Regions from separate parts of the Mus musculus genome. Here regions 1, 2, 3, 4 and 6 are each linked to region 5. The links are chromatin contacts, called in public HiChIP or PLAC-seq and promoter capture Hi-C maps. All regions are on one chromosome and are shown on one strand. The core of a region is the stretch at or near the end of the contact, and the rest is flanking DNA. Distances in the headings are between cores, read along the strand shown. Region 1 overlaps Lrp1 (low density lipoprotein receptor-related protein 1). Region 2 holds the start of Inhbe (inhibin beta-E). Region 3 holds the start of Pym1 (PYM homolog 1, exon junction complex associated factor). Region 4 holds the start of Inhbc (inhibin beta-C). Region 5 holds the start of Baz2a (bromodomain adjacent to zinc finger domain, 2A). Region 6 holds the start of Cdk2 (cyclin-dependent kinase 2).

What was found. Promoter capture Hi-C pulls out the DNA fragments that hold promoters and counts their contacts. HiChIP or PLAC-seq counts read pairs in DNA pulled down with a chosen protein or histone mark.
Region 1: a contact with region 5 is called in an H3K27ac HiChIP or PLAC-seq map of embryonic stem cells, with 2.4 times the contacts expected there. The contact joins the enhancer-like site here to the promoter of Baz2a in region 5. A contact is called at or near these places in 1 of 39 promoter capture datasets (neural stem cells), 10 of 115 datasets of contacts at active chromatin or transcription factors (SST interneurons, astrocytes, bone marrow-derived macrophages and 7 more) and 4 of 9 other capture datasets (adipose tissue, liver, macrophages and 1 more).
Region 2: a contact with region 5 is called in an H3K27ac HiChIP or PLAC-seq map of microglia, with 6 times the contacts expected there. The contact joins the promoter of Inhbe here to the promoter of Baz2a in region 5. A contact is called at or near these places in 1 of 484 Hi-C or Micro-C datasets (embryonic stem cells), 5 of 115 datasets of contacts at active chromatin or transcription factors (astrocytes, bone marrow-derived macrophages, embryonic stem cells and 2 more) and 2 of 9 other capture datasets (adipose tissue and liver).
Region 3: a promoter capture Hi-C map of pre-B cells shows a contact between it and region 5, with 8 times the contacts expected there. The contact joins the promoter of Pym1 here to the promoter of Baz2a in region 5. A contact is called at or near these places in 4 of 39 promoter capture datasets (the C10 cell line, the HPC-7 cell line, liver and 1 more), 3 of 484 Hi-C or Micro-C datasets (B cells, CD4 T cells and CD8 T cells) and 3 of 9 other capture datasets (adipose tissue, liver and pancreatic islet).
Region 4: a promoter capture Hi-C map of liver shows a contact between it and region 5, with 4 times the contacts expected there. The contact joins the promoter of Inhbc here to the promoter of Baz2a in region 5. A contact is called at or near these places in 7 of 39 promoter capture datasets (the HPC-7 cell line, frontonasal cranial neural crest, hippocampal neurons and 3 more), 2 of 115 datasets of contacts at active chromatin or transcription factors (microglia and stem cell-derived neural progenitor cells) and 1 of 9 other capture datasets (liver).
Region 6: a contact with region 5 is called in a promoter capture Hi-C map of pre-B cells, with 9 times the contacts expected there. The contact joins the promoter of Cdk2 here to the promoter of Baz2a in region 5. A contact is called at or near these places in 8 of 39 promoter capture datasets (the C10 cell line, the HPC-7 cell line, cranial neural crest and 5 more) and 6 of 115 datasets of contacts at active chromatin or transcription factors (cardiomyocytes, double positive thymocytes, effector CD8 T cells and 3 more).

The regions. Positions count from the first base shown.
Region 1 is chr10:127,562,733-127,565,473 of GRCm38.p6, forward strand. It overlaps Lrp1 (low density lipoprotein receptor-related protein 1), which reads right to left. Exons shown (of 89, transcript NM_008512.2): 42 at 872-1,061. Among named protein-coding and RNA genes, the nearest start is that of Nxph4, 30 kb to the left of the region's middle. Within about 2 kb of position 1,274, at least 77 of the 459 cell types and tissues checked have an H3K27ac peak or open chromatin away from gene starts, as enhancers often do. A contact at or near this core is called in embryonic stem cells, where this site is marked.
Region 2 is chr10:127,350,507-127,353,260 of GRCm38.p6, forward strand. Inhbe (inhibin beta-E) reads right to left here and starts at 1,342. Exons shown (of 2, transcript NM_008382.3): 1 at 742-1,342; 2 at 1-505. The coding sequence starts at 1,039.
Region 3 is chr10:128,747,031-128,749,885 of GRCm38.p6, forward strand. It overlaps Pym1 (PYM homolog 1, exon junction complex associated factor), which reads left to right and starts at 1,425. Exons shown (of 3, transcript NM_001170869.2): 1 at 1,425-1,536. The coding sequence starts at 1,503.
Region 4 is chr10:127,369,119-127,371,841 of GRCm38.p6, forward strand. It overlaps Inhbc (inhibin beta-C), which reads right to left and starts at 1,430. Exons shown (of 2, transcript NM_010565.4): 1 at 963-1,430. The coding sequence starts at 1,278.
Region 5 is chr10:128,091,168-128,094,124 of GRCm38.p6, forward strand. Baz2a (bromodomain adjacent to zinc finger domain, 2A) reads left to right here and starts at 1,616. Exons shown (of 30, transcript NM_054078.2): 1 at 1,616-1,683.
Region 6 is chr10:128,703,699-128,706,619 of GRCm38.p6, forward strand. Cdk2 (cyclin-dependent kinase 2) reads right to left here and starts at 1,353. Exons shown (of 8, transcript NM_183417.3): 1 at 1,014-1,353; 2 at 228-305; 3 at 9-129. The coding sequence starts at 1,129. It overlaps Pmel (premelanosome protein), which reads left to right and starts at 2,560. Exons shown (of 11, transcript NM_021882.4): 1 at 2,560-2,660. The coding sequence starts at 2,588.

The sequences.
Region 1 (2,741 bases), core at 24-2,523, 530 kb before region 5:
AGGGCAGGTCTTTGGCAGTCATGAAATCCTCCACCCTCTGCCAACCAGTCCATTCTCTGTGTACTTGGGTTTTTTTGAAGCCACTGGCTCTGGGGCTCTAGAGAGAGAGAGAGAAAGAGAGAGCACTTTCCTGGGCTCAGCCAGGAGGGACTTGGTTGAAACCGAGGATGCCTCTTTTAGAATGGCAGAAAAATATCATGACAGCCCCTCCCCAGAGGCTCTAGGCCCAGGAAGGACAGGCCCCAGGACCAGCCCAGACAGGTGAGGTCACCAAGGCTGTGGCATTGCTTTAGTTTCCTAGTGAGGCTGATAGAAAGCATTCTGATTCCAGCTGAACTGGGGAGGGCAGGTCGCTCAGACGTGAGCCAGGACTGCTATGCAGAGGGTGTGACTCACTAGTAACCTGCACATCAAAATGAAGAAAGACAGGGTAGGCAGGACAGGTAGACCAGACTCCCTGCCTGCTCAGGCTAGCCTTGCCCAAATGGTGGGCAGTCCCGTTGCTGTCCTGTTTGACCTTTTCTTGCTTTTCTCACTTTGGGGCCTTGTGCTCACAACTGCCTTCACAATGCCTCTTGGTCACTGTAATAAGACCTCTGCTCAGCAAGGGGTTTGAACAGGCCCAGCCCATATCCTCAAGGTCAGTGAGCCTTCGCTGAAGCTTTGAGTCCCACGGTACTGTGTGATGAATGCCAGTCACAAAGCCAGAGGCATCTCCCACGGCCCTCAACCTCCCTTCATTTCTGACACTTGTATTAAGCAGCGCCCTGAGAGGTGATGCATCTCACTGAGGCCAGAAATGGTGGGCCCTGCCTGTCCCCTTTCTGTTCCCGTATGACATAGCTCCCACCCCCCAGGCCCAGCAGCTCACTTCTGGCACTCATCCAGCACAAAGGCTCTCGGGTGGTCGTCTCCGGACATGGTGATGACTGTCTCCCTCTCGAAGGCCCCTGGGCGAGTCTGGTCCACGGTGTGGCGGGTGATGGTGGATGTGGTGTAGCTTGTCCAGTACAGTGTGTCCCAGCCACGGTGATAGGCCAGGCCTTCCACAGAGCCCACATCTGTGAAGAGACAGGAACAGCTGTGGGTTGAGAAGGGCCAACCAGCAGAAGCAGAGGGGCAGCCTGGTAGGTGCTAAGGGCATGACTGGCTCCCCTGGAATTGTGGGAACCGGGAGTTCCTCCGAGGGCTCTTTGGTCAGACTTGCCAGGGCCCCAGGGCCCCTCACAGAGCCACGTCACACCACCTGCGTCATGATCCGTGGCACCTTCCTTCCTCTTCTCTTGCCCACCCCCCACTCCCGGCCTATGTGTGGTCACACTCTTCAGAAGTGGAGTTCTGTTTATTCATGTATGGGGGAGATTCCGGCTAACTGAATTCTACTATTCCTCTGGGGCCAGACTGGAAAGCTTCCTGCTTGCAGAGGCCTTGAACTGGAATTTTTTGGGGGGAGGGGGAGCATGGGGTGGTCGAGACAGGGTTTCTCTGTGTGGCCCTGGCTGTCCTGAACTCACTCTGTAGACCAGGCTGGCCTCAAACTTAGAAATACACCTGCCTCTGCCTCCCAAGTGCTGGGATTGAAGGCGTGCGCCATCACGCTGGGCTGAGCTGGAATGTTTTATAAAGCAGATGTAACTAAAAAGACAGAGCTGAACAGTGCTGTGAGCAGCAGCCAGCGGAGGCTCCGGGGCTCCCTGGGGCGTGTCTATGTGACTGCCAGAGGCGGAGCACACTGTAGGACGGACAACAGAGAGCGTGATAGGAGGGGCTGGCTCCCAGTCTCTCCTGATGGAGCTGAGATTGAGAGTATCCAGTTTAGGTGCTGGGGCTGGGCCCAACGTCCTGCACATGCTGAGCACGAGCTCCACCAGCCCTCAGACGCTCCATTTTTAGACACAGACAGGATGTCGTAGAGAAAGTGTGCCAGGAGACAGAAGGACAGAGGGACAGGTCTATTCTTTTCTATGCAGTACCTAGTCAGCACCTGGCTGGTCTGAATGGACCTCCTGGATGAAGAGAGGAACAAAGGAGGAATGGGAATAGACCTTGGGTAACACAGTGCTCACCTACCTAGCATGCACAAAGCTCTGGGTTCAAGTCCTACCACAACATAAAAAAAAAGGGTATGGTAGTGGCGCACACCTATAATCCCAGATGACCCCAGTGCTGTGCAGGCAGGAGGATCAGAAGTTCAAATCAAGGTTATGTGTGGCTACAAAATGTTTCTTAAAAAAGTAAAGGAGTGGGGCTGGAGAGATGGCTCAGAGGTTAAGATAACTGACTGCTATTCTGAAGGTCCTGAGTTCAATTCCCAGCAACTACATGGTGGCTCACAACCATCCGTAATGAGATCTGACACCCTCTTCTGGAGTGTCTGAAGACAGCTACAGTGTACTTATGTATAATAAATAAATAAATCTTAAAAAAAAAAAAAGAAGTAAAGAAGTAAAGAAGAAGGGGGTGGGGATGAGATGGCTCAGCGGTTAAGAGCACTGACTGCTCATCCAGAGGTCCTGAGTTCAATCCCCAGAAATCACATGGTGGCTCATAGCCATCCAGAATGAGACCTGATGCCCTCTTTTGGTGTGTCTGAAGAGAGTGACATTGTACTCATATACATAAAATAAATAAATCTTAAGCCTTCCGCTCCGGGAAGAAGTGGGGCTGGAGAGAGGAGGAGGAGGAGGAGGAAGAGGAAGATGAGGAGGAGGAGAAGAAAAACAAGAGGGAGAAAGGAGGAG
Region 2 (2,754 bases), core at 92-2,591, 740 kb before region 5:
GGCTGCAGGATCCAATCCCGCCACCCCAGCTCCTGGAAGTCTACATAGTGGTCTCGCCTACAACATAAGGGGGTCTCAGGCTCACAGGTGGGAGTCCTCCTCCTGGCCCGACCTGCTCCAGGTTCATTAGCTCGGATCTTAAGTTCCAAGAAGGGACGTTGCTGTCCCGCTGTGTCCAAGAGCAGCCGTGGCAGTCCCGCAGCGGTGCTGTTAAGGTCCAGGGGTCTAAATTCCAGTTGGAGTTTCACGACGCCAGAGTCCTCACTCCGCAAGCCGCTAGAGGGCAGAGTCAGGGCGTGCCAGCCAGAGGAAGTGGTTTGGTGCTCAGCTAGGAAGGTGCGGAATCCTCGGCACCTAGTGGTGCCGCAACGGAAGATCCTCAGGTACAGAGTGCCCGGAAAAGAGGGAGGCACATGCAGCCAGAGGCGGGCATGGTACAGGTGGTGGGACCAAAGAGGGGACAGCTGGAAGGTGAGCATGGAGCGGTAGGTTGAAGTGGATTTGTCTGCTCAGACAAAAACAAAAACAAACAAACAAAAAAGCAAATTAAAACATGAACAAAGCTTCTCTCTGACACTCGGCCACCCTACCCAACCATCCCTCATCTCTCATACAGACCTCTGCAAAGGGCCTGGACGGCCTGTGTCCCCAGCTCTTTCTCTTGCCACACCCCACGCCTCCTGCCTCCCCTGCAGGCCTCTCCTTGTGTCTCCTGTCCCCGGTCTCTCTCCCCTCACCCACCTATGATGGTAGCAAAGCTGATGACTTTCTCTCGGTTGCCAGGGACCATGCTCTTGGGCTGCAGTCTCCGGAGGGCTCTGGTCAGTGCTGCCTGGGGCAGAGGCCGAGTTATTCTGGGACGGCTGGTTAGGTGCAGTCCCTCCAGGATTTGCTGCTTGGCTAGCTCCAGGACCAGAGCGCGTTCTCCTTGGGGTGCCAGTGTTGGGCCCCCACAGGACGGGCACGCAGATCTTGTACTCTGCACCCACACCAATGCCCACAGCAGTATTAGCCAGAGCTGGGCTTTTGGAAGCTTCATGCTCCAGGTAGATGGCTCTGCTTTGAGAACCTCGAATGGGTGGCAGTTTTATGAGTCTGATTTCCCAAAGAGGATACAGAAGCAGCAGCAGCAGCAGCAGCAGCAGCAGCAGCAGCAGCAGCAGCAGCAGCAACAGCAAACCAGTGTCACAGCTACCCTTGACAAAGAGCAGACCAAGCTACTTGTCCTCAATAGCCTAGGACTCAGGAAGACTGAGAGTAGATCGCCTGGTGGGGTAGCTATGTGTGACCCTCACAGTTCATGACTAACTACTGGCAGGGCCTCTTTAGAGCCAGTTGCTTGGGATCCCTCACCTAGCGGTCAACCAGCAGACCTACCCTCTGAACCTTAGGATTGGCCAGCTGCGCTGCCCATCAGGCCCCTGCAGGGGGTGGAGGGCTCCCCCGGGACTCGAGTTTCACCATCTGGGTGTGGTGGCTTGAGGTAGGGGTATGGAGGTGCAACGTGGACATGCATGATGCAAGAAAGAGGATGATTTCACACGGTCAGTTCCCAAGGTCTGGGATTCAGGTGAGGGAGTCCATAGGAGCCAGGTGGGGATGGGCGGTGGCTCCTCAGTATGCCCTGACTGACTTCCGAGCTTGAAAACGGAAACCGTTTTATGAGGCTGTTTCAGTGGGTTAGTTCTCGGGGTTTCCATGTCAGAACAATAATTCTAGCGTTCAAGCCGAGTTAGGTTTTAGAAAGGGTGGTTTAAAAAAAAAATGGAGTCCTCTTGATCAGGCCTAGGTGGCAGTGCCACGGGACATAGAAATTACCTTTTGACCCTGCCTGTGCTGGCTGCCCAGAGTCCACCTGGGGGAGGGCCAGAGCAGGGATGAGGACATCTTCTGTGATGTCTGGGGAAACCCGGCCAGGTGGGCTCGTGGTGATGCAATCTTACAGCAGAGCAGAGTCCGGCAGAGCTGGCAGAAGGGCGAGCGCCTTTGAAGCACCTGTGCCTGGTAACTACTGCCTTTAGGGTACTGTAGGAGTTGGCCAAATCTGAGGCAGCCCAGGAGTGGTGCCAGGCTTCTGGTAATGTAGTTGGAAAATGGAAATTTAAGGGACCTAGGGGACAAAGCCGGAAAAGCCGCCTCAGGTCTTGGTCATCCAGGCTTTGTTTTATTTTTGCTTGTTTGTTTGAAAGATTTATTTATTTTATATATGTGAGTACACTGTCACTGTCTTCAATCAGATACACCAGAAGAGGGCATTGGATGCCATTACAGATGGTTGTGAGCCACAACGTGGTTGCTGGGAATTGAACTCAAGTCCCCTGAAAGAGCAGCCAGTGCTCTTAGCCACTGAGCCATCTCTCCAGCCCCCGACTTTGTTTTTTAATGTGTGCGCATGTGTGTGTGTGTGTACGCGCGTGCTCGTGTGTGTGCATGTGTGTGCTTGTGTGCACGTGTGTGTGCTCGTGTGTGTGCATGTGTAAGCTGGAGCACAGCCCTGTGTGCCATCCCTAGGGACGTCATCCACCTACCTCCTTTGAGACAGGACATCCTTGCTGGTCTGGAACTCACTAATTAGACTACACTGGCTGGCCAGTGAGTCCCAGTGTCTGCAACGCTGGGATTGCATTTCTACCTGGGCTCTGGAGACTCTAATGCAGGTCCATGCGCTTGTAAAGCAATAGCTTTATCTACTGAGTTATCTCCCAACATCTGACCTCCCCCAACCCCATTATAGGCTCTCTTTGTGTAGCCCTG
Region 3 (2,855 bases), core at 175-2,674, 660 kb after region 5:
AACCCTGTTTCGAAAAAAAAAAAAAAAAGAAAAGAAAAGAAAGAAGTATACACGTGTAAAAACATGTAGTGCATGCAAATAGCATTAAAGTCATTTTGAGACTTGAATTGAAAGGAGAGAGGTTAAAGCTGGGAGAATTGCAAGGAGGACAATGTGTGAGCTTTTGAAAACTTAGTTGAGGTTCTTATTAGCCTGTTTTGTTTCTTTTTTTTTTTTTTTTTTTTCCTTTTGGTTTTTTTTTTTTTTTTTTTTTTTGGTTTTTCGAGACAGGGTTTCTCTGTGTAGTCCTGGCTGTCCTGGAACTCACTCTGTAGACCAGACTGGCCTCGAACTCAGAAATCCTCCTCCCTCTGCCTCCACTGGGATTAAAGGCGTGCGCCACCACTGCTCGGTTGTTTTGTTTTAAAGTAGAACATATTGTCTACTACTGAAGTACTAATATTTCCCCACTTCTCAATTTGAGAGGCACTGTTGGACGTTAGTGTAAGCCAAAGTTGGGCAATAGAAGAGGGTGAAAGAGTTAAGGAAAAAGCTTTGTAGGAGGAGGGCAGACACCTGAGGAGAGGAGCTTGAGCCAGCACCTTCCTGACAGAAGAGGAAACAAGTTTAACAGGATTTAGCCCCAGAGGAACTAAATTGCTGATGGAGGAGGGGAGGGACCGGACCGGGCTTTGGCGCTCCTTCCAAGAACAAGGCACAACCTAACAAAGGGAGTGGCCTCACTGTCCCGGTAGATTTAAGGGTGGAACTGCTCGCGGTAGCCAAAGCTAATCCGAAGTGTGGGGCGCGGCTAATTAGAATACTGACTGGGTCCGCCCCAAAAGCCTTCACCCCGTGCCCTCTGACCCGAGAGGATCCAGTACTGAGCAGCAGGCCAAGAAGTTACCTCGCCGGCCGCTGAATCCCCAGGGCTGCCCGCCCCAGTTCAGTCATGGAAACCGCCAGCACCCCCGAGGCCACGGGGACAGGTGACCGACTCGCAGTGCGCCGATCTTTGCGCACCCCTTCGTAGGTCTCTGATCAGTTAACCTGGGCGGCCGAGAGTGGTCGGCGTGCCGAGTAGACCTGCCCACTTTTAAGTGTTAGCCCGGGTTTTCGTGTATCCCTGGGGCTTCTTTGCCCATGCCAACACGCGCCCTAGGGTTTGGTGCAGGCGAGGGGCCTTGCATATTCCTTTCCTCTTTTACCAGCTTTCCTGCTGGGTCCCGGTGGGCCTTGAGCCTGCGAGGACTGTCTGGGATAAGGCTTATGCCCAAACTTCTCTCCGAGCCCTAGGGATTGTTTTATATACATCAGGAGGTCAACAGTGGCGTCGGTGGTAGTCTAAGAGCCCATGACTGTGAGCGTCTTACACTCGCCTTTTCCGCCTCCCGCGTCAGAGAAATGGTGCAGTCTCTCTTTAAGATTAAAATGGTGGCTTGCTAGGATGAGGACTCCACTTCCGGCGGGGAGGGGGGCGGGACCCCAGCCCGCTCACGCCGGAAGTGGTTCGGGTTCTCAAGATGGCGACTCCCTATGTAACTGACGAGACCGGCGGTGAGTGCGGGGATCGCGGAGCCGCCTCTCCCGGGATTCTTGGGTTAGGGGTTCGGACTTGGAAAAGGGTTTGTGCCACGCCCATCCCGGGGCTCCTCCTTTGCCACGCCCCCGTACCGCCTTCCCCATTCATTCCTTTTGGGTTGTTACCTGCGCCCCCTTCTGGTCTCGTGTTTTTTGGGGGGGGTCTCTGCTTCCGGTCTCCCAAACCCTGGGGTCCTCCAATGTCCCCTGCTCCGGGACCCTTAGGCGCTTCAGCTCTTTCTAGCTGTTGGAGTCCCGTACCTTTGCAAGGTTCTCCAGCATTATGGGCTCCTGTGCTCAGTTCCCTCCAATTCCAACCCCCTTTCTCCCTCCCCCATTTCTTACTGTTGTACCTGCTCTCTACCCTTCCCTGTTTTCATTCTTTCTCTCCGGGCTGTGTCTGCTGATGATCTCATTGCTACATAGTGCTTTCTTCTTCACTCTTTGCCCCATCTTCATTGGGTGGGGGTGGGGGTGGGTGTCACTGAAATCCAGACGTGTGAAGGGAAGAGGAATTTAACTTTCAACTTGACTTTTCTCCTTGGTGGAGTTTTCCATTTAAAGTGGGAGAAAACAAACAGGAAAGTATCTACTGGCCTTTCTCTCAACGTCTTTGATAATTGATAGAACCCCATGATTTCTTAAAGGTTGAGTAGCACTTCAGTCGAGCTGTCTGAAATGTTGGAAGTCAGCTGTTTGTGTGTGAAGCTGAGAATCGGTTTTATGTTTTTGTCTTGTTTGTAGTTGCCTTGTCTTTAGGATAATGTGCAATATTGACTTCGAGATGATCAAATAGATATTTGGAAGACGTAGTGCAAGTACCCGGTGACTGTTTTTGTAGCCTTCATCTTGGTCTTCATATGTGACTAGGGTTTTGTAGAAGTGATCCTGTGATTGTGCGGTAATGCACGGTGTGTTTTAAAATGTGCCATTTATGCTTCTTGGTTTGCTTTAAATGTTCCTTATTAAAATTAAAAGCATGAGCCACTGTGCCCAACCTTTAAAAAGCAACTTTCATCTTTAACACTCCAATCCCCAGATGTGATCTCACTATGTGGCCCTGGCTGGCCTAGAGCTCACTGTGTAGACCAGGCTGGCCTTGAACTCATAGAGATCCACTTACCTCTGCTTCCCAAGTTGTGGGATTAAAGGCGTCTAATACCATGACAGGCAGTTTGCAGCTTTTAATGTGTACCTTCTTATTCTTTTTATATTCCATCTGGCCCCTGCCCTGCTATAGAGATAGTTTCTGTTCTTTGTGGCTCTGTAGAAGAGGAAAATAAGCTGTTCTTTTG
Region 4 (2,723 bases), core at 180-2,679, 720 kb before region 5:
AACTGGCTATTAACTACCCAGGTCACTCAGCTAATAAGTGGCTCTGAAAGAATGGGAGCCCAGGCTCGATGGCTGCATAATTTGTGCTGGGTCGTGAGGGGGAAGAAAGTAGGTGCCAATCAGTCAGGGGAAAGCGGCTAGGAGCATGGTGTGGCGCGTGGCACCGTCTTCCAGACCAGAGAGCGAGTGAGCTTGCAATAGCTTTTAAGTCTTCTAAGTTCTCATCTTCTCTCCAGCTCTCTCCGCTATGGAAGTAATTCTTTCTTTATCTTTTATCCGTTGTTTGTTTGTTTTCTAGACAGAATTTCTGTGTGTGGCCTTGGCTGTCCTGGAACTTGCTCTATAGATCAGGCTAGCCTTGAACTCAGAGACCCCCACCTACCTCTGCCTCCCCAGTTGAGTTCTGGCATTAAAGGTGTGCGCCACCACCTCCCAGCTGTAGGCCTGAATTTCTTTACCCTTATCTTTCACACCTCTTTCTGAGTTTTTATTTGACATTGTCTGATGTGAGGACCTGAGGTGCGGAGAGATGTTATAATCTTGGTGTCTTACTTTTTCTCTCTTTACAGACATGGGGTATTCTCGAGGAAGAGGAGGTGATTGATAGATCCTGGAGTCAGAGAAATCACAAACTGCCCAGTAATCGACCCTTGGCCTGGGGACTGGGCAGGCTCACACAGGGAGGGTTATAGATTGGGGGGGGGGGGGGCGAGAAAGAGGAGGGAAGGAGAGAGAGAGAGAGAGAGAGATTTCTAAAGAAGTGAAACCAACAGCTCCCAGCTCCCACCAAGTGAACCTGACCTAACTTAGAGAACCTGAGGCGTAGGAGCCCCCGGGTGCGCAGGCGCAGAGTGTGCAAGCAGGATGTTTTTGGCGAGGATGAAGTCAGAAGCTAACTAGGGAGGAGACTTTCTCCTTCCTAGGGTCAGGTTTGGGGCCAGAGCTACGGACCATGGACCTACCTGTGTCAGCAAAGCTGATGATCTCATATTCTTCTTGTCTCTGGTCATGCTCCAACAGGGTTTCCCGTCGAGGCCCGCGGAGGCGCTGCAGCGCGGTCTTGAGAGCCCCTCTGGACACTGGCCGACTGAGTATGGGGCGCTGGCTGAGGTGCAGCTTGTCCAGGATACTTTTCTTGGCCAAATCGAGAAGCAGCTCCCGCTGGCTCTCCAGGTCAAAGATGGCACCCCAACATGCTGGGCATGGACCCTCAGTTTTGGGGTTCACTACTGTGGTTGGAGTCAGGAACAGAAGAGCCAGGAGCAAGGAGGAGGCCATTGCTGGAGGATAGCCTCCTTAAAGGACCCAAAGCCTATATTCAGGGTCTCAACGGGAGTGGCTTCAACTCTGTCCTGGGCACCAGGGACCCTGGGAGGAATGTGACTGACCTCCGACTGGCATGACTCCTTTTTGTCAGAGATACAGCGGCCAAACATCTGGCGTGAAAAATGAAGCCAGTTCAGGTGGAACTTGGCAGTATTCTCCTGTAGCCAGTGAAAGTACAGAGGGGGTTGTGTGGATTGTTTGAAGAAAGAAATGTCTGCCTCTTGCTTCTGTTGGGAGATTGTTAGCCAAATGAGCTGCCAGACCAGGGGACAAAGGTTAGAGCCTTGCTGTGAAGCCTGGGGGAAAAGTGTTGTGAGCAGCGGTTACTTCAGGGGCTAAGGCTGGATAATCACCAGAAGTCAGGACTTAACAGTCTCAAAAAGAAAAAAAAAATTGTGACTTTTTGTGTGTGCATGGTGTGTGGTTGAGTCAGATTTGCACTCAGCTTGGGTTTACTTTGATCTTGCTATATAGTGGAGGTTGGTTTTGAACTTCTGCATCTGCTTCTCAAATCTGGTCTCACAGGCATGGACTACCGTGTCCAGTTAAGAGGCTGACTTCTTTGTTGTTGCTTGCTTGTTTGTTTTTGAGACTGGATCTCATGGTGTAGCCCTGACTGGCCTGGAACTGGCTATGTAGACCCTCCTAGTCTTGAACTCACAGAGATCTACCTGTGTCTGTCTTGTAAGTGCTGAGAATAAAAGTATATGTCACCACACCTGCTTAAATGGTGACTCTTAAAAAAAAAAAAAAAAAAAAAAGAGGCACTTTAAAGTTTCCTCTTCCTCGCTTCTCCTCCCCACTCCTCCTTCCCCTCCTCCTCCACTTCTCTTTTTCTTTTTCTTTCCTTTTCTTTTCTTTTCTTTTCTTTTCTTTTTTTTGAGACAGGGTTTCCCTATGTATCCCTGGAATTAACTCTATAGACCAGGCCACCTCTGCTTCCCAACTGCTCGGATTTTCCTCCTTAGGGCTTTCAGCCCAACCTTCTTTGTTAGTTCAGGTTGGATTCTGCCCACTAAGTCACAGTTACCATCTGAAAGTTAAGGAAAGGGGAGAGAAAAAGAAATGTCCAAACCAGATGTTCTTAGTGTGTCCCGTCAGAAACATAGGTGGGCGTGTGAGAACTGTTGAGAAAACAATAGGTTTGCAAGCATGTCAGTTTCTTTGGTTGCAATTTACCAAATGATTCTAGTTTCCCCAGATAGCCTGCAAGGCTGTTGGTGATCAACAGTCCTCTTTGCAGAGCCTTATTGAATACAGAGGCCAAGAGCTGACATGGATACAAAGAGTCACCGTGGGTGGTTACATGTTAATAACTCAGCTGGAGAGCTGCTGGAGACTAGGAGAGCCTCTGGGCTGAGCTAGAAGACACAGGATTGCAGGAAAGGGAGAGGACT
Region 5 (2,957 bases), core at 366-2,865:
CCCTGAGTTGCCTGTTCTTGGTAGTTTGCTCTTGGAGCTTGGGTTGGGGGAAATGCTGTTACCGGGTGGGGACAGCTCCAGATCCTGACTCGAGTCGGCAAAAAGCTGATAAAGACCTAAGAGTACACAGGTCACCTCTTTCTGCTTTGTCACCCAAGTACAGACTTGGAAACTGATATTTTAAAGGTCATTTCCATCCCGGTGTTCGTGTTCTCTAAGGTTTGTAGAGAACCTTTCTCTCTCGCTAGCTGTAACTCTTTGTTTCCTTCATCCTTTACTGTCCCCTTCAACCACAGTCCTAAAGTATTAATATAGTTCTAACCTTCCTCCATATTTCTCCGGTCGGCCCTGTCCTCGCCTCCTCCCTCTCTCCACCCAATGAAAGCCCCGCCCTTCCCTCCTCCCTCCCACCCCAGTCTGTCATACAGGGACATCACCCTACAGCAGTTCAGGCTGTGTCGTTCGCAGGAAGCATACATTGGCTTTTTTGGGGTTTGCGAGTTCCCAGCCCATAGTTGGACAGGATCCAACAGTAGCCTTCAATTGAAGCAAGACCCAAGGACAGTGAGAATCTGGGTCCTAATCCTGAGTCCTGCCAGCCTGACATGGGTAAGTATGATAGCTGCCCCTGGGAAAGGCCTGAGGGATGCCCAGCTCCCTCTCTGGCTGACTCAGCAGGGGTGGGGCCTAACCTTTGCTCTTTTGGGGGAGTGAAGGAAGAGAAACGGACTGTGGGGGGGACACGGGGCTTAGCTGGTGAGCTGCTGAGCATTGGCAAGCTCCAGCTCTAAGGAAGAGCCTGGGGTTGTATCTTAGGTTAGGGCTTCCTTCCTCACCCTAGAACCCCCCGCTCCAATTTAAGTGCAGAGATTCAAGTAGTATTTTACTGTATTCATTACTAGTTCAGTCTTGGTCTTGTAAGAGATGCTTCCCCTCCCCCTAGTTTCTCTCGGTGTTTCTTCCTCCCCCCTTTAACCCACCACCGGGTCGGGGCTGCACTGAGCAGCTGCTTCCTGTTGCCCCAGAGGTTGCTGCAAGGGTGGTGGTGGTGGCTGGGGCCAAACCGAGCAATGAATAAAGTCGATTCTTAGCCCTGCATCAGCCTCACGACCCTGTTACGGATGGCCTCCACCATTGACAGGACAGAGAGCGTTTTGCCTCTGTGGTTTCCTGATTCCAGATTTGTACAGCTGTAGTACGGATAGGGCCGGGAGAAGCCTGTTTACCTAGCAGGGCGCTGTGCGTGACCCCGACATGCTCTCGGCCTTGAGTTCCCTCTCCTGCTCTCCTAGGCCTCCTTGAATCTTTGTGGCTCCCACTGTCTCTCCAGCCTCCTTTGTGAATAAGTCTTAGCTGGGCGCCCCGTGCCGGCAAAAAGAGCTCTTCAAGTACTCCAGTTCAGACCCACCGCTGTCCCCAACTACGCCGCAGAAGTTTCTGTCTTTTCCTGCATCTGGGATCCTTCCTGGTTCTGGCCCCTAGGAGACGCCACCCGCCGTCCCCTCCCCCAGCGGAGCCTTCGCGACAGCCGTCCCTGAGCGCTCGTCCTCACCCGGGTGGCTCCTGCCCCTTTAAGCGCCGCCCCCCCCCCCTCCGCCGCCGGCCTCGGGCTGGGGGAGGAGGCGCCGCCGCCCGGCTCGGCCACCTGCGCCGCCGCCGCCGCCCGGCCCGGCCCTGCTTCAGGTGAGGCCCGGCATCCGCCTCCAGGCCCGGGGTCCAGGGCAGGGCGTCCCCGCAGCCGCTTCCTCCCCTGGGATCCAAGCTCTGACCTTCCCTGCGCCCGCTGCCCTTGCTCTCTCCCCCGCCCTGCCTCCTCGCCCGTTCCTCCCCTGTCCTCTGCGCCCGGGATCCGGAGGCTTCTCACGCCTCTCCGCCATCCTCTCCCGGGAACCCCTCCTATTCCGGCCCTGGATCTCCCCTCCCCCGCGCCTCCCTCGCCAGAAAGCTCTCCCGCGGTCTGGGTTTCGCCTCCTCTTCTCTGGAACTAGCGCTTTCCCACGCCATCCTAACCCCGGAGGGGGGGGGAGATAACCGCCACCCCAACCCCTCTCCTGGTAGTGCGGGGGGCGGGGGGTACGACGCACGTTACGGGCGCTGTCCGCCCTGCTCCGCTCACCCTTCAAGTTCAGCTAAGTCTCACCTAAAGCTTTTCTTGCCGAGTTTGGGGTCGGACCCGAGCACCGCCCCCTGATCTCGGTGGGAAGGGCGCTCGGCCCCGCTGGAGCTGGCCCCTCCCCCTAGTCCGGGCGCCGGGGGCAGCGGCGCTGCGGGAACCTTGTGATACTCCGCTTCAGCGGCTGTTGCGGCAGAACAAGACTGGGGCTAAGTCTCTAAGGGATTGGGGGTGCTGGGTAAGGCAAAGGAAGCCCAACCTTCTCTATTTCAGGTTACTCCAGAAAACAAAACAAACAAAAACCCCGAGATGTCACTGTCTTATATGCCTATCATATGCCCAGCTGTCCGTTGGGGAATTTGGAGACTAAATCCGAGGGGCGCAGACCCACTTGGAGAAGGGGAGGGGTTACAATCTTTTTGGCATATTATGAGAGAACCTAACCTTACCAAAATACGGTGAGATTGTCTCCTCCGAACCTGAGTGCCGAAAAGGAACCAATGGGAATTGCTACAGGGCCAAGAGCTGTGGCTAAGGCAAGATCGGTTCAGTCATGGAGTGGGAGGTCTTTATAATTACCCTACCTTCAATAGGAAATACTCTTTCCATCCAGCTGAGCCCCGAGCTCCTTCTCTAGTGCCCCTGCCTCCAGAATTAGTAGAATGGGTGTCAGGGTTTGTCTTATACTACTCTGAGTCACAACTAAAGGTGCTGGGAAGGGCGCAGTGTGTGTGTCCTGTAGTGCTTAAGGTTGGATGCTTGGAGTGTCTTGAAGAGGAAAGGGAAGGTACAGCTAGGATGCATACCACCATCTCATAGCCCCAGCCATCTGGCTCCAGAGTGG
Region 6 (2,921 bases), core at 103-2,602, 610 kb after region 5:
AGGGTTACCTTGATGAGGGGAAGAGGAATGCCCGTGAGAGCAGAGGCATCCATGAATTTCTTGAGGTCCTGGTGCAGAAATTCAAAAACCAGATAAAGCTTATTTTCTGTGTGGATGACATCCAGCAGCCTGCAAGAGAAGGTCCAGGAAATGGAGTTGAAGGAGAGAAATTCTGAGGCTAAGCAAGCAGAATTCGTCATAGTGATCATCTCTCAGAGCAGACTTACTTGACGATATTAGGGTGATTAAGTTCCTTAAGGAGAGAGATCTCTCGGATGGCAGTACTGGGTACACCTTCAGTCTCACTTGGAGAGGTTGGGAAAACAGAGACAAGAATACGGTTACAAACATCATTCTCTCAGGGATACACAACCCCCAGCCCCCTTAGGAAGGCAGACAGGAGAGGTGCTGTGAGGAGTTAATTTCTGGGTAGTTAGGGTGTGGCTTTTAGACATATTTAAGGCCATTATTTCCTCTTTTTCCAGTGAAAGGTAAGAAGAGCCTCCAGGTGAATGAAAAGCAGAAGAAAGGTAATAGGGGAGTGGGGTGAGAGTAGCTCCCGGCCTCCCCTGAGGGCCAGTGAATCTCAACTGCCATTCTTTTGAAAGAGAGTGAGGGTTCTAAGTATGGTGCTGGAGCAGTGAGGAGAGCTCTCCATTCAGAAAGGAACTTTTCTCTGGTTACCACATAACCCAACTCCACGAACAGCCCTGGACCCCTCCTATCCCGGGCTCCCACCCCACAACTTTCTCTTCCCAAGTCTCTCGGCTAGCAGATTTGGGAGCACACCGGCTGGAGCACTGCAAGAAACTTTCCCCTGGATTCCAGCCCCGGACAGTCTCCTCCGGTAGAGCCTCCACGGTCGGCCAACCCACCGCTCGCTTCACGCGTCCCTCCCTCCCTCCCCGCTACCTTCCGGTCCGGGGACGCTACCCGCCTGTTGGGGTAGGGGGTTGGGAGGGGGACAGCCAAGAGGTCCGGGCAAAGGAGTTCCGGCTCCGGAGGCCACTCACGTGTCGAGCCGGATCTTCTTAAGCGCCACAACTTCTCCCGTCAACTTGTTTTTGGCTTTGTACACCACTCCGTACGTGCCCTCTCCAATCTTCTCCACCTTTTGGAAGTTCTCCATGGAGCGCTAGTGAGGCGGCTCAGGCCCCCGGGAGCGGGGCCCGGGAACCCTGACGAAAGCGGGCCCGACACTCGGAGCGGAGGACCTGGGGGACCCCGGGTGAGCACGGCAGTCCCAGCTCGGGATGGAACGCAAGGAGAGCTCAGCCCTTGACAATTTGTCCAACTTGAAACAATGTTGCCGCCTCCCCCACTGCTCCAGACGGCCATCCGAGACCCCGCCCCTCCTTCCCGCGTTTCCCTGGCCCCGCCCCCCGCCCTTCCGATTGGTTCACGTCACGAGGGCGGACCGGACCATCGCGCTCCCGCCTCAGAGGCCCCGCCCTGGGCGGGCGAGCCGCGGGGCAGCTGCACAACTTTCCCGCAGTTCCTGGTTTAGGCTCCGCAGGCCGGAACTGGTGGTGTTTCTGGTCTACGGATTTCCTTACCTTTCCCTCACAATTTTCACCACCCCTTGGGTGAGATTAAAATTCCACCTGGACAAGAGAGTCTCTTTTAAAAAGCAAAACCTGGGAATCTTTAAAAGAAAAAGAATAATGTATTTTATTTTAAATGGTGTGTGGGTCTGTGTGTCTGCATTTAAGTTTTCACAGAAGCAGCAGGTGCCCTGGAGCTGAGGTTCTAGGCGGTCGTGAGCCTAACTTGGGTGCTGGAGCTGAACTCTGGTCTTCTGCAAGAGCGGCTTGCGCTCTTAACAGCGGTGCTGTTTCTCCAGCACTCTCGCCTGCTTTTTGGAAACATCTCATAATGCAGCCCTTGTTGGCTGGAATGCGTTCAAAAGTCCAGGTTGTCTTCGAACTCACAGAGATCCGTTTGTCTCGGTCTCCATGTGGGGCACAAAATCCGGTCTCTCTCTCTCTCTCTCTCCCACACACACTCCCTCCTTCTCGCCTCCCTCCGCTTTCTTTTTATTTTTCTGAGACAAGGTTTCTCTGTGTAATCTTGGCTGTCCTGGAACTCTAGTCCAGGCTGGAAAATCGGGACTCTTATTGTAAAGGATTCTTTGGCTAGATAATAGAGTCGTTTCTCAGCCTAGCTTAATACTGTCTCACTGTTTCGGGGTTCATTGGCTGCCTGTGTTGTTTTATTGCTGGCAATCTACCCTCCCAGCCCCTTCTGGATGCTTTTGGATAAAGGTGCTGTTTCTGTCTTAAGGATCTCTTGGTTTGACACAATTCTCTTCACTCTGTCTTGCTGAATTGTGACTGTTAAGTATGTGAATTGAGGCTGCCCATCAGTGAACTCTTTCCAGAATAAGTGTGTCAGTGAATGTGACCCAGCGAAACCAGAAACTGTCATTGAGCTGTGTGGGATGAAATCAGTTCTGGCCCTTTCCTTCTTCCCAGGTTTCCCCTCCTCTGGAGGGAGAGGAGGAAGGCCTATGCAAATGACCATCCCTTTCTATATAGGGGCTCGCTCCCACCCCCTGGTACCTTTGGCTGCTGGCAAGAGGACCACTATGGGTGTCCAGAGAAGGAGCTTCCTTCCCGTGCTTGTGCTGAGTGCTCTGCTGGCTGTGGGGGCCCTAGAAGGTGAGTGTGGGTGGGTGGTCAGGAGCAAGTGCTATTAGCAATTGAACACCAGCTCTGGGTTTCCCCCTTCTAATCAGACAAGTCAAAATACTTTAGGCTTGTCCTATTTGATTTTAGTGAAGATATGGTTTTGTTTGGTTTTTTTATTTGTTCAAGACAAGGTCCAGTGTAGCCCAGGCTAGCCTCAGATTCACTGTGTACCCACGGATGAACTCAAACTCCTCATCTACCTCCTAAGTACATACTTAAACCGTTGTGCCC